4 separate regions of the Mus musculus genome follow, and regions 1, 2 and 3 are each linked to region 4. A link is a contact called in public HiChIP or PLAC-seq and promoter capture Hi-C data. All regions are on one chromosome and are shown on one strand. The core of a region is the stretch at or near the end of the contact, and the rest is flanking DNA. Distances in the headings are between cores, read along the strand shown. Region 1 holds the start of Rabep1 (rabaptin, RAB GTPase binding effector protein 1). Region 2 holds the start of Gas7 (growth arrest specific 7). Region 3 holds the start of Arrb2 (arrestin, beta 2). Region 4 holds the start of Vamp2 (vesicle-associated membrane protein 2).

Evidence for each region. Promoter capture Hi-C pulls out the DNA fragments that hold promoters and counts their contacts. HiChIP or PLAC-seq counts read pairs in DNA pulled down with a chosen protein or histone mark.
Region 1: a contact with region 4 is called in a promoter capture Hi-C map of neural stem cells. The contact joins the promoter of Rabep1 here to the promoter of Vamp2 in region 4. A contact is called at or near these places in 2 of 39 promoter capture datasets (liver and neural stem cells).
Region 2: a promoter capture Hi-C map of pre-B cells shows a contact between it and region 4, with 3 times the contacts expected there. The contact joins the promoter of Gas7 here to the promoter of Vamp2 in region 4.
Region 3: a contact with region 4 is called in an H3K27ac HiChIP or PLAC-seq map of thymic regulatory T cells, with 7 times the contacts expected there. The contact joins the promoter of Arrb2 here to the promoter of Vamp2 in region 4. A contact is called at or near these places in 2 of 39 promoter capture datasets (liver and neutrophils) and 3 of 115 datasets of contacts at active chromatin or transcription factors (microglia, pancreatic cancer cells and thymic regulatory T cells).

Annotation. Positions count from the first base shown.
Region 1 is chr11:70,842,617-70,848,889 of GRCm38.p6, reverse strand. Rabep1 (rabaptin, RAB GTPase binding effector protein 1) reads right to left here and starts at 4,129. Exons shown (of 18, transcript NM_019400.3): 1 at 3,882-4,129. The coding sequence starts at 3,915.
Region 2 is chr11:67,581,637-67,588,272 of GRCm38.p6, reverse strand. Gas7 (growth arrest specific 7) reads right to left here and starts at 1,773. Exons shown (of 14, transcript NM_001109657.3): 1 at 1,458-1,773. The coding sequence starts at 1,460.
Region 3 is chr11:70,427,758-70,433,886 of GRCm38.p6, reverse strand. Arrb2 (arrestin, beta 2) reads right to left here and starts at 1,307. Exons shown (of 15, transcript NM_145429.5): 1 at 1,134-1,307. The coding sequence starts at 1,156. It also overlaps the pseudogene Gm12314.
Region 4 is chr11:69,084,736-69,090,927 of GRCm38.p6, reverse strand. It overlaps Vamp2 (vesicle-associated membrane protein 2), which reads right to left and starts at 2,400. Exons shown (of 5, transcript NM_009497.3): 1 at 2,301-2,400; 2 at 1,702-1,822; 3 at 1,039-1,197; 4 at 901-952; 5 at 1-278. The coding sequence starts at 2,302. The coding sequence ends at 262.

The DNA of each region.
Region 1 (6,273 bases), core at 2,880-5,379, 1.8 Mb before region 4:
TTATGGCATACCACACAGCCATATGACCATTTACACACATACATAATAATGATTAATAAAGTTTAAGTGAGATAAGAAAGTTGTAGGTCTGTGTATGTAATATGTATCTATTTCAGGGATTAAAAGTAACACGTCTGGGTAACTATGAATAAAAAGCAGAACAGAAATCTCAACTCTGAGAAATGGGGAGAATACACTTCTACTTTTTTTTTTTTTTTTTTTTTTTTTTTTGGTTTTTCAAGACAGGGTTTCTCTGTATAGCCCTGGCTGTCCTGGAACTCACTCTGTAGACCAGGCTGGCCTCAAATTCAGAAATCTGCCTGCCTCTACCACCCAAGTGCTGGGATTAAATTCATGCGCCACCATGCCCGGCCACACTTCTTCTTCTTCTTCTTTTTTTTTTTTTTTAAGATTTATTTATTATTATATCTAAGTACACTGTAGCTGTCTCCAGATGCACCAGAAGAGGGTGTCAGATCTCATTACGGATGGTTGTGAGCCACCATGTGGTTGCTGGGATTTGAACTCAGGACCTTTGGAAAAGCAGTCAGTGCTCTTAACCACTGAGCCATCTCTCCAGCCCCACACTTCTACTTCTTAAAATACCTTTTGTTCTACTATATTAAAGCATCAATGAAGTGCTGGAGAGATGGCTCAGCTGATAAAAGCACTGGCTGCTCTTCCAGAGGACACTCCCGTTCAATTCCCAGCCACAACCATCTGTAACTCTAGTCCCAGGGGAAGCAGATGCCCTCTTCTGGCTTCCAAGAGGACCAGACATGCACATGCTACACACACATATAAGCAAAAACATTCATGTACATAAAAATAAAGTAAAAGCATCAATAGGGGTGCTCTGCAATGTTTTGAAACTAGCATATATGATGAAATGTATAAATGAAGTTAAATATAGCTATACCATCAAATATTTATCATTTTCTTTATGGGAAAACATTCAAAATCCTTTTTTCGAACATAAAACTTTTGTTTAATTATTTATTTATGTATATTGCATGTTCTGTCTTCTTGTATGTCTGCATGACAGAGAGGGCATCACACCTAATTACAGAAGGTTGTGAACCACCATGTGGTTGCTGGGAATTGAACTAATGTCCTCTGGAAGAAGAGCCATTGCTCTTAACCACTGAACCATCTCTCCAGCCCCACATTCAATTTCTTATGGTGGGATTATACAAAAACAAAAGAAAAGGCCAGTGGCATCACTCAGCATGTAAACATGAGTGCTATTAAGCCCAATGAGTTCAATTCCCAGCGCCCACATGATGAAGCGAGAGGACCAACTCCCAAAGGTTGTCCTCTGACAGCCACACACATGCTCAAGGCATGTACACAAGCACACACAAATAAATGTCATTTTTAAAATTTTAATTTTAATGAAGTAAAATCAGGACAAATGCTTCTAAAATGTAGTTTAGCTTAAACTGAAATCTGAGAGTTTTTATACTTGTCTTTGAATTCTCAATGGAAAATAACTTAATTGGCATCCATCAAAGTGCTCCATTAAAACTAAAACCTTCAAAAATTATGAAATAAGAAAAAAAGGTTACATCTTGTCTTGCCAATTATACACAAAGCTCCTTTTTTTTTTTTTTTTTTTTTGATTTTTCAAGACAGGGTTTCTCTGTAGAGCCCTGGCTGTCCTGGAACTCACTTTGTAGACCAGGCTGGCCTCGAACTCAGAAATCCACCTGCCTCTGCCTCCCAAGTGCTGGGATTAAAGGCATGCGCCACCACTGCCCAACAAATCTACTCTTAATATGCCTTAATATCCTCATGAAAAAAACAAAGAAAATATGTCAAAAAGAAAAAAGATTCGGCACTGCTTCTGAAATGACGGGAAAGCGGACGAAGCAGTTATGTTTTACTGTTGGTCTGGTGCAAAGGAATTTTCCAATAATTTTGTTTTTTAACTCAGCAGGTCTAAAAAATTCAAGTGCGCTTCTAATTAAAGTTGTCAATATGAACTCAACTAAAGAGAACAATTAATTCCGCAAGATGAACTTGTAAGCAGACATTGGCACAAAGAACTCAAACATACCAAATTCTCTCCCCTTTCATGAACTGATAGATACCTTTGTCCATTTACATTAACGTATACTTAAAAATTTTACTTAATCTCATTCCATAGTCTTAAATTTTGAAAAATAGGAAGTAAACCTGCACTGAGAATAGCAAGAACATGAGATTCCTCAAAGCTAATGTTTTCCTCGCTTCTGCGAAGTGCTTAGTCACTTCTGCCTATTTGCAGGGAAGACCATTTCATATATTGAAAGAGGCAGGAAATTAAGAGTCCAGACTCATGTCACCTGAGTTGTCCATGGAAAGCAAAGGAAGGCAGCAGCCAGTTAAGCATACCTACCAGAAGTCAGAGCTTTCTCTGTATTCTGCCTCTGTCTGCAGTAACAAGGAGGGTTTGTAAAGTTTTCCTCCCTGACACCAAATACAAAAGGTGAGAGTTAAAAGAAGGTCCAAAAAACATCCCTGTTTCCTGACAGCCCACCAGAAACACCTCCCTTCTCTTTATTGGAATAGAAACATCGAGCAAGTTAAAGTCTAGGCTGGACATTACCCCTTAGGCAACTAACAAAACCCAAAACTAGAGGCTAACAATCTTTAGAGAACACTTCCCAGAGAGCAGCAAGAGTCTCAAAATCTGATAACATTGTTTCCAGTTCCCCTACCGCAAGAACAAACAGAGGTTTTCACAAAAGATCATTTCAAGAGACTACTCTTGGAAAAGGCCAAGAACCTCCTGAGCCAACCACCACATCCCAACATTCTACTTACAGGTAAAGATGCTAAGCACAAAAGCCAATTAGAAAAGTACACCTGAAAGAACTTTCCCAACTAGATACAGTAAGATCTTGCCAAGGACGGAGCACATTCTTTCCAAACATAACTCCCGGTTGACGACAACAACACCTGAAACAATGTGGTCAAAACTCTGGGGCAGAGCTCAGTCGGTTTAAAGGTCATAAAGGGTTCTAATAACCATCATGGCTTATTTAGAACAAGGCCCTTTTTTTCTTCCAATATGAGCATTATTAAGACAGTCTGTCCTGCACGTCTAAGTCTTGGCTACTCAGGAAACTGAGGCAGGATAGCTCAGGAGTTTCAGGTCATCATGGTCCACAAAGTGAGACCCCATCGCTTGAACGGTAGAGACGGAATGGAGAAGACGATTGACTCCTCGATTTCGGCCCACTCGAGCACCTTTTCATCCCTAACACTCTCGAAATAATACTAAACTATCCTTTTACAGATGAACGTTGCCATCTTTATCGCCTGGCCCAAGACTTGCCCATCTTTCTCGATAAAGAGACATGAATCAAGCGCTCTTCGTTCGTCAGAAACTGAGGCCCTAAGAGACTAAGATATGAGCCCGGCCTTACCATGAAGCAACACAACCACTCAAAAGAATGCTACCCAATGCTTAGGATCACAGTTACTTTTACAAGTCCGGTGCAAAGAGCGCTGGAGCGTGGCCTGAGGAGGCGGGAGCGGAGGTGGGGCGAGAGGGCACACGGCCACTACCAAGGCGAGGGCTCGCGTTTTCTTTAAGGAATATAGCACATGCTCTCCATTTCCATCCTCCCCACCCGAGGAACCCACGTGCTGATCCCACCGCACCTTCCTCTCCGCCGGCTCCCTCCCTGCAGCCTCCCCACGCCCTTCCCCGCGGCCGCCCGCGCGCGCCTCCCTCTCCCTCCCCAGCCCGGCTGCCCCAGCACGCGTCGCCCGCGCGCCCCCGCCTCCAGTCCGTGGGTCACCCCCGGGCCCGCGCGCGTGCCCTTCCTGCCCCCAAGGGCCCCCACGACGCTGCGCCGGGCAGGCCGCGCCCGCCATGGTGGGCGCCTCACCGTCAGGCTGGGGAGCCGGGCCCGGCTGCGCCATGGCCAGTGGGCGGCCTCGGAGAACGGGGATGGGCGGGGAAGCGGCGTCCCGGGATGCCGCGGGCTCAGCTGGCGGAGGAGGCGTCGACCGAGCCGCGGCCACCGCCGCCCAGGGAGGAACCGCTAAGGCTGGAGCCGCCGGCGCCGCCACAGCCTCGGGCAGAGACGGACCGGAGCGCCGACCTCCGCCTCCTCATCCTGACAGCGGGAAATAAGCAGTGCGCAGGCGCGGGGGGATGGGACGGCACGTGACGCTGGCCTAAGGGAGGGGCGGGGCCTCAGGAGGGAGGGAGACCAGGGAGGAGGGGTCCGGGGCCTGGGAGCCAGAGGGAGGCTGATGAGAGAGCTATGGGTGTTGGAGACTGGCGGCTGCAAAGACGAAGACTGTGCAAGCTCTTGGCTCCCAGGACACAGACAAAAATATCAAGCTGAGTGAGGAGACCCTGGGTGCACGCGAACCCAGCCGCTACTTTGCCTAGTTGTGTGTCCTTGAGAAAGTCCCTTAACCTCATAACCTTGAAAAGTAGAGCGGCTAAGAAAAGTTTAAATGAGGATATAAAGTAGGAAGAATTGTTATGGCCAGAACTTGGTCTGGTCCCCAGATGTGCAAGCCAATGCACTTTTTCCATTAAGCGACTATGTTTGACTTTAACGTGATCAGCCCAGAGAAGCTGTTGGAGATACAGCCAGACGCAGTGCTTGCATTCTTGACAGGAGAAAGTGCCACCCTTCTGCCTGGGCAAGAGAGCCATACGGAGACTCCAGACTTTCCTTTCCAGCCTCATTCAGACCTTGCTGCCTTCCTAGGGCAAGGGGTCTACACAGTCTGGCACTTCAGGACCAAGTCCACCTGCCTTCCTATGAGCCCAGAATTCCCTCCCTGGGTAGCTGAAGCTGTAGTCTCTCATTTTTCTATAAGACAGGGTGTAAACGTTTCTCAACGTGCCAGAGGGCAGCTGCATTTGGAGGAGGTGGCACAGCACTTACACATTTGAGCTGCTCTGTGTGTTCACAGATCCTTCGTGGTGCAAGACAGGTGAGGAAAGAAGGAAGACAAGCAACAGACCAGGAGCCCAGCCAGGGCTTACGCTCCTCTCACCAGCTTATTCAAGTGCACATACCCCCAAAGGCCAGGGATCTATGCTAGTCTTTTTTTCTCCCTCCTGCAGTCCTGGGGATTTAACCTTAAGCATAGTAGGCAAGCACTCCACTACTCAGCTATAGCAATAGTTCTTGTTCTGTTTTTTTAATTTTGAAACACCCTCTCCCTAAATGGCCCAGGTTAGCCTTGAGTCTGCAATCCTGCTTCATCCTCCTGAGAAGCTGAGATTTCAGGGTTGGACCACTACTAGGTCCTACTTTTTCTTTTTCTTTCTTTCTTTCTTTCTTTCTTTCTTTCTTTTTCTTCTTCATTTATTCTGATTCTAAAAGTTCTAAGCTCAAGTCTGCTCCAGAGTCACTGCAGATGCCTACATTCAAACCATAATAGTCATTAATGGTTTGACTTTAGTCAAAGTAGAAGACTAGGCTCTAGTAAGGTTCACAGTTCTTTGGAATGGTTTATAATTTTAAATAGGTAGTCATCTGTTTGTACTTTTGCCTGAGGTCCCACTAAGATGAAGGGGGGTTATATTTAGACTTTTAAGCAATTAACATCTCCTGGTATGCCTTTGACAGAACAAATGAAGCCTGTTTCCACCCTCCCCCTGGTTTCTAACCTTCCTGAGTGAGCAAATCCTCGCTCAGCAGGGAGACCTTTGGCCCCAGTAGGGCCACTCAGTAATCATCTGTCCTGTTGCAATGACTGAATAGGAAGCAGGAGCCATAAAGATAGCAGATGGCGATGTCCTCCACAGATGGGACTCCTTCCACTGACTGTATACCGTACTTATTGCCATTGGTAATCAGGATTGCAACCCGGTCCTCAAGACCAAGGTCACTCAGAAATGATCACACATCTGGTAGGGACTCTCAGAGGCCCCTATGTCAAAAGTTGGAAAGGCCATTTTGAAATAAGCAAAGAGTACCAGAATTATATACATTTTCATATTCATTTAATTTTTTTTTTTAAGACAGGTTCTCATGTAGCCCAAGCTAACTTTGAATTCCTGATTCTCCTACCTCCCAAATGCTAGGATTACAAATCCAGAACTTTGTGCCTTCTAGGCAAGTGCTCTACCAACTGAGCTATACCCCAGTCCCATTTCATATTTTTTATGTAAACCCTAAGACCCAACAACCAGATGCCATTCCTAGATATGTACTAGAGAAAACTAACGTATGCTCAAAGCCTTCATTAGCTACAGAAGTTGTAATTCTCATTCTGAAGGAAATCAAGAAATAAAACATGAAATAATTA
Region 2 (6,636 bases), core at 524-3,023, 1.5 Mb after region 4:
GTTCCTGTCAATGTGTCACTAGAAGCCAGAGTCACACACCAGGCGGGTTCCAGTAGAGCCTGTCACCTAAGTAATAAGTATATCCACTTCACCACTATACCCTAGACACACAGTCCATTTCAACTTAGGCACACCCCAGCAATGGACCTGCACCTCCACGTGTCCCACATTGCTACAAGCTGGCCTTGAACCCTTCCTTGCTCTCAGGATACGAGTGTGCATGTTCTCTGCGGATCCTCCCTTCCTCCTCAGGGCTGATCAGGCCCAGCAGCATCTCCATAGCTTGCCGTAGTCCAATCTTGAGCATTCCTCACTTGGTTATAACATGATGGTCTAGCCTGTGGTCCTTCCAGCAGTAACTCTCCAAGGGTGGTCCTCTGAACCAGCATCACACGTGTCCTTTGGGAGATAACTAAAAATGTAGAATCCCAGTCTTGGCCCAGCACTACATCTGTGGGTCTAAGCCCCCCTGGACCATTCAGACACCGGTTTATTATTACAAAACTTCCGTATACATATTCTTGGGAGGTCAAGGGTCCCAGTTAGAGGATACTCTTGGGTAGCAAGCATTATTGTCTTCTCCTGGTCCCAGTTCAAGCTTCTGGGAAGGAATGTTCAAATCAGGGGTGCTTGGTGGCCTAGCAAGGTGGAGGAAGATTCCATGAAGGATCTGAGTAGCCTTGCCTTGTGAACTGGACCTCACAGCCACAGAGAACCTTAGCAGTGGGAAGGGGGATGCCATACAAAGCCTAGGCTAAAGGGCAGATCATAGGAAAGGCGACCATCCAGGCTCAGAGGTCAGCAAAACAAGGTTTTCTATCCCCACTATCTCAGAAAAGCTTCCACTGACAAACTGAGAGGAGGCATGTGCCAATCTGGAAACCGAGTTAGATGTCACTGCTGCCTAACTACCATCTGGGGAGCGGAGACACCCAAAGGCTCCCTTTACCTTCCCCTAATGCAGAGATTCACTGTTCTTCCCTAGATCTTGCACCTCAGAACTTTCCCGGTAAATCTGGGGCATGGGGGAGATGCCAGATGGGCAGGAAGAAGCCATGCTTTATATTTAGAAAAATATAATATATAATATATATAGAAAAAGAAGAATGGTACAAAGGTATAAATAAGTCCACAGTGGCTCTCTTCTCCATCACATGCCTTTAACTACCTGTCTCAGGTGAGCCTTCCCACTCCAAACACTCCTCTCCCATCTTTCCACACAACTCCTCACCCCACCCCACCCCCACCCATCGTTTACTCTCTGCCCATACCTCCTCTTTCTGCTCTTGTCTTGGGCACATATGCCCTCTTGGCACAGGGTCCACAGAACTTCCAGACTCACCAAGTACTATCCAATCTCACAGGGTCTTCAGAATCTCCTCTCTGCACTATGAAAGGCATTTTCACAACAGACAGAGAGGGTAGGTCAAGCATACTTCTGCAGGAGTGGTTCTTACCATGAGTGCTCAGCTGGTCCTTAAGGGCAGTTGCTATGGAAGAGATGCCAGGGCTGGTCTGAAGCCCCAGGCTCAGGACTGGGCTCCAGGCAACTTGTTCTGCATGGCACCTTCTGAGGAAAGTGTGGCTGAAGCAAGCAGCTGCCCCGGGGCCAGTGCGCTGAGCACCCTGGGGGATGTTCCTGTGGCTTTTCTCATCACTGACATCTCTGTTCTTTCACAAAGAACCCACTACATTGCACAGTTCCTCCCAAATCTGCTCCCGTGCCTGTTGGGAAATCAACAGCCCATGCAGGCCTTTCCAGATACAATTTCTAGAGGACTTCCCCTCCCACCCCCTTTCTCAGCCTAAAAAAAAATTGGCTTAGGTCAGAGCATACAATAGCCAAGCCTGTGTCACTGACCAGATGACTCCCACCCCAAGGCCTATGAACAAGGGCACCTTTGTCTACTGCATTTTAGACAGGACTCCCTGGGCCTGCCTTATCCCTGCTGGGAGAAGTTTCAGCCAACTTCTTCCCAAACCTAAGTCAGGGCTCTGGCTTGGGCCTGGCTCCAGCTGTGTGAATCCAAGGTCTGATAAAAGCCAGTATGAAAAGAGTGGAGAATTTCCAGAAAGAACGATTGTGTGAAACTAATCTCTGGCCTTGGCTTTCAATCTATGCTCACTATCTATCACCAAAGGCTGTAAGTAAAGACAGGGCTGGACCCAAGAGCAATGCTGTATCTACTACCAGTTATATAGGTTAGGTAGGGGCCTGGATCCCCAGTGAATCTGATGTCCTGTTTAAAAGCTTTCTGGAAGCTGGGGAGTCAGTTCTGTGGGGAGAATGTTTGTTGAGCTAGCATGAGAACCTAAATTCAGATCCCCAGAACACAAGAAAACCAGATATCCACAGTAGAATATGTCCATAACCACAGAGGTTTTAGGTAAGACAGAAGATAGGCAGGAAATCTGGAAGCTCCTGGAAGCTCGTGGGCCAGGTAGCCTGAGGTGTGGAAGGACAAACAAGAGATATCATCTCAAAGGAGGTGAAAGGCAAAGATTCGCAGCTGAGATAGGCATGCCATGACACACAGATGGCTGTGTTCACACATGCACACACACACATATGTGCACATACAGATGTACACACAGATAGACAAATAAACAAACAGAGGCCTTCTGGAGCCATTAAAGTTTTAGCACTCAGATTGTATATTTCTGTTTACTTTCTGTTACAAACTCTGGGATTTTAGCAACTGATTGCTTTTTGTGTGTGTGCTAGGACTCGAACTCAGGGCCTTCTGTATGCTAGATGAGCATTCTACCAAGAGGCTGCAGTCCCTGACTGGTTCTTTATATAGGATTATGTAAATCAGGTTACCACCCAGCAATGGAGTCAGTCCAGGGTCTCAGTGGTGCTGCTGTTACACTGCTCTGAGGTCTCAGACAAGGCAGGCAGGCTTCAGGTTTTTCCCAGAGGTTAAGTAGAGACACTTGAGTATCTTTCTAAATGGATGCGAAGGGAAAAATAAAACAGCACTTGGTGCAGTGAGGACACTGCGCACACTCGGTAAGAGCTGCTGCCGTGTTTTTATTCTCACAGTGGCTCAAAGTGTGGGAGACAGGCAGCTGTCCCCGAGCACAAGACAAAGTCTACATTTGATAACAAAAAGCAAATAAGCCGAGTGAAAAATCAGCACAGGTCATCCTTCCAAAGTTATAACATGGCCTGTAAGGAGACAAAAAGATGCTCAACATCATGGAAATATTAGGGAAATGCAAACCAAAACTACAGGAGTTATCACCTGCATCACTTGGGTTCTGGATACACACCCCAAAGAGTTGAAAGCAATGTTTTGAAGAGATATTTATACATTCTTATTCGTGACAAAAATAATCCAAGTGTCCCTTAATGGATAAATGTATAAACAACAACAAAATGTTGTTTAGGTCCTGGGGAGATGGTTTAGTGGTCAGTGTACCTGTTGTGCGATCATGTGGACCTGAGTTTGGGTTCCCAGCACTCATACGAAAAGCCAGGCATGGTCACGTATGTCTGTAACCTTAGTACTAGCGGGATGGGGGCATGAGGCAGAGGCAGGCAGAACCCCAAAGCCTGCTGGTTAGTCAGTCTAGCCAATCAGAGAGCTCTAGGTATAAGAGCCCATATCTCAAAAAATGTAAGGTAGAAAACAATTGAAGTAGACACTTATCATTGGCCTCTGGTCTACACACATGCACACATGCACCCCCCCACACACACACACAAACTTGAACACACACATACACAAGTTATGTAACAATAATAAATACAATGGAGTATTATTCTGTCTTTAACAAGGAAGGCACATTCTGCCATATGCTCCAACATTATGTTTATTTTACACTATGCTAATTGAATTAAACTCATCAAGATGGATACATTCTATGTGAGTCTTCTTAGATGATGTTCTTAGATCAGCCAAACTTGGAGACAAGAAGGAGACTGAAGAATGGAAAGTTACCTGGTGGTCCAGTTTTAATTCTGTAAGATGAAAAGATTGGCAGATGGATGGTGATGGTGACTGCATACAGCATAAATGCCTTTAATGTCACTAGACCCTACTCTTAAGCATGGTGACAGTGGGAGATTTTATGTTACCTATATCTGCCAACAATTTTTTAAAAAGGGGTTTGTGATGGGGACAAGTGGTTGGACTTAAGGGACCATGGGTCACTATTTCAGAAGATACACAGGTATAGCATCTCCAGCAAAGAAGTTATACACAGAGGAAAGCCAACCCCAGTCCCTTGGTGAGGGGAACTAGGAAGCCCAACTAGAAAATAAAGCTGAATGCATGGCTTATCTACAGCCTGCCCTCTGTGCAATCTGGAGAAACTGGAACATCACAGTCAATACCCAGTCAATGCCTGGCTTTCCTATGAAGGTCTGTAGCACAGACAAGAATGGCTGGCAATGGCCTCTGGTTTAAGCACGTCAGCTCTTAGCTTTCCATGTTGATGTGTCTCCATTCTCATCTCTCCTTCTCACCTACTGGTAGGACTTACCCTTCTCTTCTCAAGCCTGTGGCTGTGAGCAGCCTTGGCTGCTTGATAAACTCTCTTTCCTCTGTAATGCTGGGACTGCCATCAGCTGTAGTCATGGCCACTGATCTTTAACTCAGCACTCAGTCTGAGTAAGGTACCCTTGAAGGGATCATATATATCATGTGATTGACTATCTTAATAAATCAAAGGGAATTCTATTGCAATCTCTGACTAGAGGAAAAAACACCAGTTTTTAAGATGGAGTGAGAAGCAAGAGTGGGAAGAAGATAACTGTGCACAGCTATACACCTTGTGGGCAGTAGGAGCAAGGGCCAATGAAATAGGGAGGAGGGACTAAGAGCAGTGGCTCAGTTCCTAATGATAAAGAGGCAAGAAGGAGTGGGGAGCATAGATGAGGATGCAGAGAAGCCACAGGAGATGTGAGATCATCAGAGCTAGGAAACACAGACCCGAGCACAGTGATACACTACTGTAATCCCAACACTTGGAGGCTAAGGCAGGAGGATTGTTTCCAGGCCAGCCTGATCGATATAACAAACATTGTCTTGATGATGATGACGATGACGATGATGGTGATGGTGATGGTGATGGTGATGATGATAGCCCCACCCTGAGGATCCGAGTTTAGTCTTTGAGACACAATCTCAAGCAGAAAGAGACAACAGGCTCCAAGGGTTATCTGTTGACTTCCACAAGTGCCCATGCCTTTAGCAAACAAAACAAAACAATCCCAATACATATAATTTTAAAAACTGAACAAACTGAGGGACAACAAGAAAAACACCTGTGTCTGTCAAGTGGTTCAAACTGGCCACTCAGATAAGAGCTCTGTCTGGAAGCAGGGCCCCCACTGGCAGCAGTCCATCATGTCACCTCTGGGAAGTATAGGAGAGAGGGTTGGCTGGGAACTCAACCCCTTAGCTTTGTGGCACAAATGCATATAAAGGATTATAGTGATTCCCTGCTCTTGTAAGTAGGCCCCACCCTGTGCTGCTAAAGCAAAACGGCCTTTGGACCTGTACGGAAACACCTTTTCTAGTTCTTCAAGTATTGTGGAATCACAATAACCCCAGAAGCTTCCGATGTAACAGCTTGGCTCTGTGTGACACTGAGAAGCAGAAACATTCCCAAGCAACAGCCCGTCAGTGACCATACAGAATAATGGCTGCCACTGCAAATCCAATATGGCCACCAGCTCATGAACAGACACCTTTCTGGGCCTCTGTAAGGCAGGACACATGCTCTGACCTGGGCTAAGCAGATCACATTAGTCCTGAAGACTTTATCCTTCAGGGTTCTCCTCAGCTAATCTCTCAGGGTCTGACAGATTCTGCTGTGACGTGGTTATCTGTAACAGGGTAATGGAGTCTGTGTTTTGTCTGGGAAGTTGCTTGAGTTTTACTAATGGTCCTCTTCTCTTAAAGGTCGATGGTGAGAAATAAACTAATGAGCTCTTTCCATTTTGGCGTCTGCAACCATGGAGATGTCTACATTCAGGGCCACAGGTATAGAGGAGAGACAGCAGGCAACTCATGATTCAAAAGCAAAGGACTAGTGATCATTTTCATAGAGGCTGAGAGTTGAAAATTATCAACTGAAGTAGGCCACTCAGCTCTCATCCTCTGCAGGATGAATCGTATTGTGTTATAATGATAATTAATAAGAAGGAACATCTGGCCATGGGTGAGTCACTTTTCATAAATGCTTCATAGTCATGAGGGGAGAAATTATTCACCCCCGTACAGTCTACAGGGTATAGGGTCATAGGCACTCCTTCCCCCACATGTGGCCCCTGGGTTATATATCAATCATATATAATAGCTGCTGATTATCCCTCCCTGCTGCTACGGAACATCCAGGCACTGTTACAGTAGTGCCTGATTCTTAAAACTTGGAAGATAAAGATAAGTCACGAAGAGGGGTGGGGAGTGGGGAGGGAAACAGCTTTCAAGACAGACCGTAGCCATTGCCAAAAGGCTAAGTCTGGAGACAATAAGCACTTTCAGAATCCAGGGAGGGCGGGATCACTGTGGGCTGGGAGGAAGAAGGGAGGCTTCTGAGAAGATAAAGAATTTGCCCTACAGCCGGGATGAAAAGGAAGAGCTCAAGTGCCAGGGCTGTGATGCAAGAAGCAAGAGTAGCTGG
Region 3 (6,129 bases), core at 58-2,557, 1.3 Mb before region 4:
GCACTTCCTGCCATTCTCTCCATTTCCTGTGGCCCAGAATTTGATGAGATGGTAGGGAATTATGCCAAGTCAGCAGTCTTTCTCTGGACCATCTACCCCCTCCCTGAAGTACACAACGGAAATTTGGGGGCCTCCCCCCAAGTAAGTGACTTCCCCTTTCTCTGGGGTGTTTAACCTCAAATCCAGGAGGTCAGTCTTCCCTGTGGACATCTCTCTCAGATATTGGTCTTCTTAATGCTGAGATGCCTACTTTCTCATACTCTAAGGGCAGTGGGAGTGGTGGGGTTGATCCCATGTTTTGCAGAAGTCACTGCTCATAATCAGGCCCTTATTCTTGGTCCTCTCCGGCTTGAGGCACATAGCCCCTACCTATTCTTTAGCTCTTGCTCCTTTGGAACTCAAGCATTCACCCCATGTCCTCTTGGGGGTGTTGGGTCACAACAGGAAGTGGATTTTGCTATAGACCAAAAAAGAGAACTCTGGTATCAGTGGAAGGAAGGAGCTTCGATTGCACAGAGAACATCCGGGGAGAGGATGTGTGTCCAGGGGAGATACTACCTCTCCCCTCCACCCCCAGGAGAGGAATACAGTCCAATTTCAGCGAGGGTCCCTACACACTCTTCTCTCTCAAGAAGAAGCTGTTGCTCCTAGCAACCTAGAAGGCAGAAGTTTGGTAGCAGAGCTATCGGGCCCTTGGGACAGGTGGGAGCAATCAGACTGTGGGGTATTGGGCAGGAGGCTTTCCATTGGTTGGGCACGAGTCTAGGGGAATCCCTTCCCAGCATCCAGTCTCCCAGCACACAACCCCTCGGGGCCGGCCACCTGCTCCTCCTTCCTCCGCCCTTGCATCACAGCCTGCACAGAGAACCCAGTAGTCCGACTCCTACATCTCTGCGAGAACCCAGGCGTGGGTTTCCCGATCCCCATCAGGTCTTGCTTTTTGCAGGAGCCCTAGCACGCACGCTCCACTCCAATATCTCAAGGACCAAGGCTTGCGGCCCCGGACCGCTACCCTCTAGGGACCCAGGCGTCCGGCCCCGGGGTTTCTTCCCCGGTGTCCTTGTCTGTGGATCAACCTGGCACACCCCACGAGCAGCCGCCCATGCCCCGCGGCACGGCCCCACCTCCCTTACCTGGTCCCGGGTTTTTCTCCCATGGTGCGCGCGCGCTCGCCGCCCTCCGCCCGCCGGGTTCGCGGCTCGCTCGCAGCCTCCTCGCCTGCTGCCAGGTCCCCGCTCCTCCCCGCGCCACTGCGCACGCGCGTCCTCACTCTTTCTCCTCCTTCCCCTCCCCTCGCGGTCTGGGTCTCGGGGAGCCGGGGCCAGCTGCGTCAGCCGGATCCCGCGCGCCGCGGCGCAGCCCGCCCTCCTCGAGCTGGCTCCGCCCCACGCCTCCGCCCTCCGTTTCCCTCGGGGAAGCCTCCCCGCGCCGTCCCTACTCCCGATCTCCCCGCCCCTCCTCAAGCTTTTAGAACTAGATTGGGCCCCTTTAAAAGCAGGCGGCCGCCTTCGAGGAGATTAGAAGCAGCTGATTGGCCGTTGGTATCCGTAGCCCTGCAGGGATACCTCCCCTTTGTTTGCTTTCACTGTAGTGGAGGAGGGACGGGATCGAGGGGGCGGTGGGAATGAGCTCAAGTGCTGTCTAGTTCTGAGGGCCAAGGGCTGCCCACGTGGATGCACCGTATCAGTTGCGTGATGATGCTTGCTTTGGGACGCGCTGCTCATCCCTGAGCTTGCAGCCTCGTTTGGCCTGCCTTTCCCGCGTTCTTGTGGTCTTCAGCTCCCCCTGGTGTATCGTCTTTGATTTTTTTTTTTTTTTTTTTTTTTTTTTTTTTTTTTGTGCAGGGTCAAACATTAAAACATTTTTCAGACCTTGTCATCTCGACTGTCTATCCTAGCTATCATTCACCCACTCCATCCATCTCTTATTTTCTTCATCCTTCCCTCCCTCTCCATTTCGTGTTAGTCATTGTGCCAAGCCATCGGGACCAAACATGAATTATCATGGCCTAACTTTCCTGGGATCTTTGAGACATAGGAACAGGTATTATATTATGCTCCCAGGAATGCTATAATAGAGGTATGACTCAGAACATCAAGCAACTAAAAGCCCAAAAGCCTTTGCTTGGCCAGCGTGGGGGAGGAGGGAGTGCAGTCACTCACTCCATTGGATGGGAAATTTGAGGACAGACATTCTGAAGGATGGGCAGAAGTGGGGAAAGGACATTCTTTATAGACGAGTGCTTGTGGGTTAGATGGCAGGAGGCAGAGAGCTGCAGACTGTGGAAGGAAGAGACTGCGGAAGGCTTTGTATAGCAGGTGAAAGAAAGAGCCTGAGGATCTGTAGTGTTTATCTAATTTAATGTAATGTAATTTTCTGCTAAGGCCTCACGCATGCTTGGTAAGGACTCACCACTAAGCTCTGTCTTTAATCGCAGCCCAGCAATGATTTGATTGGATTTTGTTTTTCACCAGAGGAATGTCGAGATGGGATTTCTCTTTTCCGGTAACACAGAGCATAGCAAGACCGCTAGAAGATAAGCTAGTCAAGGGAAAACGATGAACAGGGAGTGGAGGGGGAACAGAGGGGCCATATTAGAGGTTCGTTGCTGGGGCAACATTGACTGGGTTTGGCAGAGGGTGAAAAGGGTGACTGACAGAGACAGGTTTTTCTCCTCTTCGGTCTCTTCCTTCTACTCTTACCCATTTCCCCTCAGTGGAATACCTTCATGCCTCTCTCTCCACTTTTCTCCATTTGAAAAACAATGTACACGAGAAAAAAAAATCTCAGATCATCTTTAATTTTTAAACATAGACCTTGTTTAACACCTGCTTACCCCTCCCCCGTTCTATTGTCACATTTTAAGTCTGCTCTTTCATTGTTACAATGTGTTACACTTTATGTGTCTGAGTGCTAGCCTGCATGTAAGCATGGTCATCACCATTTGTGTGCACAGTGCCTATGGAGGTATCAGATCCCCTGGAACTAGAGTTACAGGCAGTTATAAACCTCCACGTGGGTGCTAGAAAGTGAACCCAGATCCTCTGTGAGAACAAAAAGTGCTCTTAACCACTGAGCCATCTCTTCAGCCCCAATATGATTCTTTGAGACAAGGTCTCACTCTATAGCCCTGGGTGGCCTGGAACTCACAGGGGTCCCCCTGCCTCTGCCTCCTGAAGCAACACAGTCAGCTTAAATGTACTCGAGTTCTTAACAGTAAGCTTTTTGACTCATGAATTTATTCAGATTTGACCCTTGCTAAAGATCATGTTCAGAGGTAAGGCAGTCTATAGCTAAAGTGGAATTTGGGGGCAAGGGTCGTAGTTTAGTTGTCAGGGTGCTCGCCTAGCAATCATAAAACCCTTGTGGGAAGCTAGAGAGATGGCTCAGTGATTAAGAGCACTGAATACTCTTCCAGAGGAGCCGGATTCAATTCCTAGTACCCACAGCTCACAGCTGTCTGTAACTCCAACATCTGACACCCTCACCCAGACACACACGCAGGGGAAACACCAGTGCACATAAAATTAAAAATAAAAACAAAAACCTCATATTGGATCTCTGGCAAAACTGGGTGTGGTGGTGAGTGGGGGATCAAAAAGCCAAGGTCATACTCAGCCACATATCAAGTTTGAATTAGTTTGGGCTAATTGAGACTTTGTCTCAAACACACACACACACCAACAAAATATAATCAACAACAATATCAATAAAATAATGAGCTTTTGTCTACAGCAAGGAGAAAGACAATGGTCAGTACAGCATGAAATCTGTATAGCTTAGTGGGTAAATGCACTTAATGTCAACTCTAATGACCTGCTTGCGTTCAATCCCCAGGATTTACACGGTGGAAGGAGAGACCCAATCCCTATTCCCCACCCCCACCCTCACACACAAGTTGGTCTCTGACAGCCACACAGCCACACAAATGCCATGGCTTGAAGGCCCCTGTTACACAAACACACAATTAATACAAGTGCTACTTAAAAAATAAAGTTCAGGGAATGATGCCATCCATGGTGGAAGAGTCTTCACACCTCAATCAACCTAATACAACTATTCTTGCATAGGCAGACAATAGAAGATATGATTGTAGATCACTTCTCAGATGAGTAGATCTCATCAAATTGACAACTGAGATTAACCACCATATTGTTGTTGTTGTTGACTGTCCTGGAACTCACCCTGTAGACCAGGCTGGCCTTGAACTCAGAGATTTACCTGCCGCTGTTTTCAGAGTGCTAGGATCAAAGGTATGCACCACCACTGCCTCACTATATTCTTTAATTTTAAAGGTATGAGAGAAAATCATGTTTTTCCAGAGAAGGTGAAGATGGCTTTGGCCTGGACTGCAGCCATGAGAATCTGGTGGCTGCAAAGGGTGAGGTGCCGCTGGCAGCCTGGAAAGTGTCCCACATAACCAAGGACATGCTGTCATGGCCGTATCCTAGGGCCCCAGAAGAACAGGCCAAGACACCAAGAAGTATAATATGCACATGGAAGACTAGGACAAACTGCATGGGAATGATGGCAGGGTATGGTGACTCTCTGAAGCGCCCTGATCACAAACAACATGACAGGGATCCATGGCATGAACGGGACCTCTCAGACCTGAGGTTGAACTGTGATGGATTCACGCACTGGGACCTAGTAGATGAGGAATCATGTGGACATGTCCCCTCCACCTGTTTCTTGGAATGTCACGAGTAAGCAGCTCTTCAGCTTTGTGGCACTCATGATTTTCATGTTCTGGGTGGGAGAGACTTTCCTCATCCCCAGCCTTTGGGGACAAAGCAGTACTCTTAGATATGAACCTGGAAGGAAGCAGCAATCTTCCCAAAGAACCTGAGCCGGTGACTCACGAGGAGATTGGAGAAGGCTTCATGGGCGTTTGTGCCCTCTAACTAGAACACCCTCACTCCTAGAGATTTAACCTTAATGAATAATTAACTTCATATGAAATGAATAATTTAACCTTAATGAATAATCCTTAATAAGATTCAGAAAGAAAAGGCTGTTCCATTCTGGTACTTTCACTGTTCAGCACTCCCCCTTGTCCTTCTGTTCCTCGTCCCTCTGGGCCCCTCCCCCTCCCCATACTCTGCCTCCTGGTTTCATAGTTTATATATCCATATTGTTAAGTCTAGATACTGCATATGGGAGACAATCTGCAATATTTGTCTTTCTTCCTATCATCCTCTTTCCCCCACTCTCCCCTCCCTTTACATGTCTTTCAACATACAGTTTTCCCTTTACTTCCATGTCATTAAATACATACACATGCATTCACACATACATACACTCACACATACACACATGCACATATTCACATACATATATATGTACATACATACATACACATACACATATATAATACATACACTGACTATGAGAAAAAATATATTTGTCTTCCTGCGTCTGGCTTATTTCACTCAATATTGGTGGTTTTCAATCTGTGGGTCCCAACCTGTTTGGGGGTCAAACAACCCTTTCACAGCAGTCATATATCAGATATATTAAATATCAGATATTTACATTATGACTCATAACAATAGCAAAACAAAAGTTATGAAGTAGCAGTGAAAATGTTATGGGGCAGGAGAGATGGCTCAGTGGTTAAGAGCACTGGCTGCTCTTCCAGAGGTTCAGTTCCCAGTAACTCATGGTGGCTCACAGTCATCTGTAATGGAATCTGATTCCCTCTTCTGGTGTGCATGAAAACCAGAGCACTCATATACATAGAAAGAGAGGGGGGGGGGAGAAAGGAAGGAAGGGAGAAAGGAAGGAAGGAAGGAAGGAAGGAAGGAAGGAAGGAAGGAAGGAAGGAAGGAAGGAAGGAATTTTGTGGTTGGGGTCGCCTCAACACGAGGCAATGCACTTCTGTATTTGCTGAAGCATTAGGAAGATTGAGAACCCCTGCTCAATATGTTCATATCCAGTTTGATATAGTTCCCTACAAATTACATAATTTCATTGTTCTTTACAGCTGCATAAACCAAATAGGTTGGTTCCACATGTTGGCTACTGTGAATATCCACTGTGAATACTGCTACAATAAATGTGGATGTGCCAGTATCTCTGTTGGATGTGACCTTAGCCCAGAAGTGGTATGTTTGGATCATACAACAG
Region 4 (6,192 bases), core at 1,151-3,650:
AGAGAGAGGTGATGGGAACCTCAGGAAGGGGTGTTAAGGACAACCGGAAAAAATCTTCTAGTAATAAAACTACAAACAGACCAAATATATATAATATTATATATGTATAAATAACAGCTGGCTATTTACAGGGGGCACACACACGGACACACACACACACACGGATCCAAGGGAGGGGGCTGAAAGATATGGCTGAGAGGTGGAGGAACGGCTGGGGGTGGGGGAGAGGCCCTTCTTAGGCAGGGCAGACTCCTCAGGGATTTAAGTGCTGAAGTAAACTGTGGAGAGAGGGCAAGAGGAGGACGAGGGAGAGGGGGAGAAAGGAGGACGAGGAGAGGGGGAGAAAGAGAAAGAAAGCAGTGTGTCAGGCCTGGCCCTGTTCCAAGCCTCCCCACTCCCCCACTGGCTGACATCCCTTCCCTCTCAGCCTCAGTTTCTTCAAAGGGACTTGGCAAGTGGGTATTGAGGTCCCTTAAACTCCACGGCTGGACAAAGGGGCATAAAACCTTTAATGCACTGGGTATGTGACGGTAGCTTTCAAACAGTGGAGTAAGTGGTATCCTGGTGGTTGGTGTTCGAGACCTCACCCTTTCCTGTCTCCTACTCCCGTTTTAGAATCCCCAGATGGAGCTTTTAGGCTCAAAGGGTTCCTAGACGAACACCAGGACCCCACCCGGTATTCCTAGTCCCAAAATCTTAACCGGATTGACCCATAACCAGGGAAAGCAGGGCTATACAACACTCAAGTTTTGGGCTCTAAATGAGTCAGAACTGCCAATAGCAGCAAAGTGTGTTTTGGTTGCAGAGTAAAAACTAGGTTAGTGACCTTCAAAGCCCAGGCTCCCCAGGGAAAGCCTCTACCTCCCCAGGGGAGGGGCCCTGGCCTCTGGCCCCACTCACCGATGATGATGATGAGGATGATGGCGCAGATCACTCCCAAGATGATCATCATCTAAGAGTGAGAGGGAGGTGAATGACACAGTGACACCCTACTTCCCCACTGCCCCTCCCAACCTGTCCCCATCTCCTCCCCTTTACCTTGAGGTTTTTCCACCAGTATTTGCGCTTGAGCTTGGCTGCACTTGTTTCAAACTGGGAGGCCCCTGCCTGGAGGGCATCTGCACGGTCATCCAGCTCCGACAACTTCTGGTCCCGCTCCAGGACCTTGTCCACATTCACCCTCATGATGTCCACCACCTGAGGGAGGGGTCCACGAGGCAGGGGGGTGTGCCAAGGCATGCCTCAAGGAGGGCACTTCTTGAACATGTGCCCATCGTGGCACAAGTGGAACATGCACCCCGATGTTTCCAGGCTAACATGCCAAGGACATACACAGAACATGCCTAGCACACCTAGGGGACATGCAAGGAGCACACATCAGGGTCATGCCGCTACCATAGCGCTCAGATGTCTCAGCAACACCCTCTATCTATAGGGCCTGGATCCGCCTATCACCAGAGCACACCTGCCCCAGCTGGCACACCCCAGGCTAGCTCAACTGATTCATCCTGCAGCCCTTCCAAGTGCATGCTAACAGGGAGACAGAAAGGGGATGAGGCAGGTCTCCGACCAAACCCACAAGCATAAACTGTCTTTACCTTCAACCCAAGATGGGCTCCCACACCTATTTGCCAGCCCATCATCTTGCATCTTTGACATACATAGACATAGACACAGACACAGACACACACACACACTCACCTCATCCACCTGGGCCTGGGTCTGCTGCAGTCTCCTGTTACTAGTAAGGTTTGGAGGAGGTGCAGGGGGGCCACCCTCGCCGGCCGGGGCGGCAGGCGGGACGGTGGCAGCGGTAGCCGACCTAAGGAAGAGAAACGGATTAAGACTCGAGGCCTGAAGCCTCTGGCCCTACGGCCGGGGCTCCACCCATCCACCTGTCCATCCACAGTCCCTCCAGTCCTCTCTTGCGCGAGAAGGCCACCCGATGGGAGACAGTCACTCTAAGGTTGAGCTGCGTGACCTTGAGAGACCCTCCTCATGCCTCAATTTCCCCTCTGGTTAAATGAGGGCGACCTCGTAGATGCTGCCCGGGGTCGACCCGAAATGACTGACGGCCATAGTGACAGGGGCGGGGCGGAGGGTGGACGCTGGGTCTGCTCCCTCCGGCAGCCATCGCCCGTGCCAGACCGCCAGGGACCCGGTTCCCGGCATCCGCCCGCAGTCATGGGCACCAGCCTGGCCCGCGGCGGGACCCCCGTGTTTCCCGGTCCACTCCTTGGGGTGGCGGCCCGCAAGGGGCAGAACATCCGCGGGTGGCGAGTGGCAGGCGGCTGACTTACATGGCGGGGGTAGCGGGCAGTGGACTTGGCAGAGGCAGTGACGGCGACGGCGGCGGCGGCGGCTCGCGCTGGCTCCGACTGGCGCTGGCTACCCGGGACTGGAAGATGGCGGCCGCACGTCACCCGCATCCGGGTACTGCGGCGTGGGCGGGGCGCGGCAGGCGACACGTCGCAAGCGGACCGCGGGGGCGGGGCGCTGCAGGGCCGGGGGTCGCCTAGTTGGGTCTGGCTGTGGGGCCAGCTCGCCAACCCACTGCCGCCCCCAAGGCACCTGCCTCTTTTGGCACCCACAACCGAAATCCATACAGCCCCACCCCCCAATACATCCTCCCTTATCTTTGAAGAGGATACACCGGTCCTTATGCCATATAGCCCAACGTCTCATCCTACGACCTGGTCCCAACACCTGGTCTATGGGTTGAGGGTGAAAAAATGAGAAGCGACCAAGGCAGGCGCCAGAGCAATACTGATAACTGGAATTCTGACGCTGGAGTGGAGGGGAATCGTGAGGACTAATCTCACCCATCACCCTGCAAGTGAATGTCTCAAGGGAGGACTGAGGCTTCTGATTTCCTAGCTGGGTCAGGGCAAAAGGAGTAACAGAAGCATACACACACACACACACACACACACACACACACACACAGAGAGAGAGAGAGAGAGAGAGAGAGAGAGAGAGAGAGAGAGAGAGAGAGAAACTGCCCATCCTTACAGATGAAGTTCTCACCAGGTGTACTACTTGGCAGGTAAAGCCCAAGCAGGCCCCAAAAAGATTAGACAAGCTAGAGACTCCAGGAAGGGCCCAGACTGTCTGGTGATACCACAGGCTGGATCCCGTCTGGGGTCAACTGCCCCCCTCAGCTTTGACTCTAGCATAGAGCCTGGGCTGAAAAGAGACAGTAGACAAGGGTGGCACCTGAAGTACTTTGGTTATAGGCACAACTTTACATGTGGACTAATCCCACACACGTGACCTTGACAGAACCAGCTGCCTCTCCCTGCACCTTAAACACTAAGCATATCATGTATGGAGACACTCAATATTTGTCAAATGGCTTGATCTAGATAACACAATAGGATATTCTCTTAGGCCTGGTCCATTCCTGATTGCTCCATTTTAAGTACACTAAACAGCCAAGGCAGCTGTACACACTCCCATCCTGCATCTAGGGAGAGAAAGAACCGGGGAGCAGCTGTCTATTTAGTAAGCCTCCAGGGTGAAGGAGGCATTTTAGGGGAGGACCTACTGATGTGGGAGTACTCATTACATCCCTGAGAGAGCCTTATTCTCAGAGACAGGCAGGGTCTGGCTTTCCTCCTCCTCCCACTCCCGGGCTTCCCAGGGCCTCCTGTGCTGCAGTGCCCAACCCCCTCCCAGCAGAAGCCCCAGGACAAGTTCTGTCATCTGAGGTGTGAGTTCCCAGCTGTCTGGGGGAGGTGAAAGAGCAGGGGAGGGCGTACTGGGTGCAGAATTCGCTCTGGGCTGCCTCCAGCTTCCAGGAGCAACCATTAGCCTGGTCTTTGTGAGGCTGGGCTCCTGAAAAAGAGGAGTTTTGGTGGTGGTGGAAGGGGCTGTTCAGATCAGCTGTGAGGCTCTTGTTTGCTGTCCCTGAGACCACTCTACTTTTCAATCAGAGAACAAAGATGCTCAGCTACATCATTTCACGTTCAAATCCCCTAGTGTCTGGATAGGAAACATCATGGAGAGTGGGGAACGAGAAACTGTGAGCAGACAACCCCCCCCCCACACACACACACACGCAACACACACAACACACACACACACACACCTGGCCCAACACCCCTGCACCCCTGCAGGTAAGATCACAGACCCTGATTTAGGGATACCCATGTTGCCTAGCCAAACACAGAGGATATGGGAGGGACAGAGTTCCAGACAAATTTGGAGAGGTTGGGCCTTGGCACATTGCTGGGAAAGTTGTTCTTCCTGGTGGATTCTGGGAACAGCAACGGCAGAATGAAAATGAAGGCGTGGTGTAAAGGGTGGGAAGGACCCAGTAGGATTCATCTTAGAAAGAGGACTGTCACTGCACGGCACAGCACAGCACAGCTCAGCACAGCCCACCTCGGTGGTGGTGTTAAGAAAGTCTAAGTTTAGATCAGTGCTGGAGGAGGGAGGAGACTGCAGTGGGATGACCGTGTTCACCTGGAAATGTGTAAGAGAATGTTTTACACAGGCAGGTAGAACGGAGACTCAGAATAGATTTGTGCTGGAGAAAACACAGTATTTGCACAATGTGATGCTTTCCACGGTTGCAGGGAATTGGTGGTGAACTCTCTAGGCCCAGTTCCTGACGCTCTTTTTAGGCTTAGTGGTGCCTGATCCTAATCCCTGCGCGTGGAAGATGAAGGCAGGACAATCCAGAGTTTAAGATCAGCCTGCTAAAGGAGACACTGTCTCAAAACAAGCCAAAGCCAAAGCCCGGAGGACTAATGAATGGGTCAGCAGTTAAGAATATGACTGTTCTTCCAGAAAACCCTGGTCCATTTTCCAGCACCCACATGGCAGCTCGAAGCCATCTGTAGCTCCAGTCCTGGGGGATCTCACCCCCTCTAGGCCCACGGGACTCCAAGGGTACTGGACTCCGCTGTGCCTAGGTATATGTGTACACAAAAATCATATACTCATAAAAATAGATAATTAACAACAAAAGAGAGTTAACACAAAGAACGCAGAAATATGCAGGAGGAAGGGCCCGAGGCTGCTTCTAAGACCCTCCTTCAGGGGTCTGAGGTCAGCATACAGAGTTCCCAGGACTCCTGGTTTAGAACCTGGGTTGGGGTGGGGCGGGGCCAGTGGAGGGGGCGGGGCTGGATCATTCCCTCCCACAGTAACTCCTGAGTTCATTCCATCCTCAGGAGTATGAACTCAGGAGTCAAACCCTGCCAGAGCAGTCATTAATTTCTGGGACTTTGTTTGTCCCATAAACATGGCTCTCATCAACGTCCTGCTGTCATGTGCTATGCCCTTAGGGTGTTAGAAGCAGGCGACATTGATACATTTGGGCTAAGCTTAAAGCAGTGCTTTGATGGGTTCGTTTTTTGATTTTCATTTGTTTCACTTGTTAATTTTTTAAAATATTTTTAAAAAATTTACTTATTATATGTAAGTACACTGTAGCTGTCCTCAGAAACCCCAGAAGAGGGCATCAGATCTCATTACCGATGGTTGTGAGCCACCATGTGGTTGCTGGGATTTGAACTCAGAACCTTTGGAAGAGCAGTCAGTGCTCTTAACCGCTGAGCAGTTCTCCAGCCCAACTTTTCTTGTTTATTTTTTTGTTTTGTTTTTTGTTTTGTGTTTTGTTTTTCACATTTAGGAAGGTTTGGTTCTTGTGCTTATGTTTGCAGTGTTGAGGATAGAAATCAGGGCCTTGTGCATTTTAAACAAAGCTCTACCACAGAATGTCGCTCCCCAGACCTAATGCTATTTCTTTGCCTACTCTTTTTTATAGTAAAGGATAACATAAAAGTCACATCTTGGGGCTGGAGCAGTGGCGCCTGCTGCTCTTCCAGAGGAGGTTGGTTCCCAGCTGCCACATCAGTTATGCCACAACCACCTGTAACTCTGCTAGCACATACATATGCAGATAAATAAATAATAAAAGTCATATCTTGTTTGTTTTAAAAATTGCATTTATGCCGGACGTGGTGGCGCATGCCTTTAATCCCAGCACTCGGGAGGCAGAGGAAGACAGATCTCTGAGTTTGAGGCCAGCCTGGTCTACAGAGTGAGTTCCAGGACAGCCAGGATTACACAGAGAAACTTGGGGAAAAGGAAATGCATTTATTTATTGGGGTATCACACATGGCCATCATGGATAGCTGGTAGGAGGCTTTTCTTTCTTCCCACTGTGTCAGAGAAGACCAA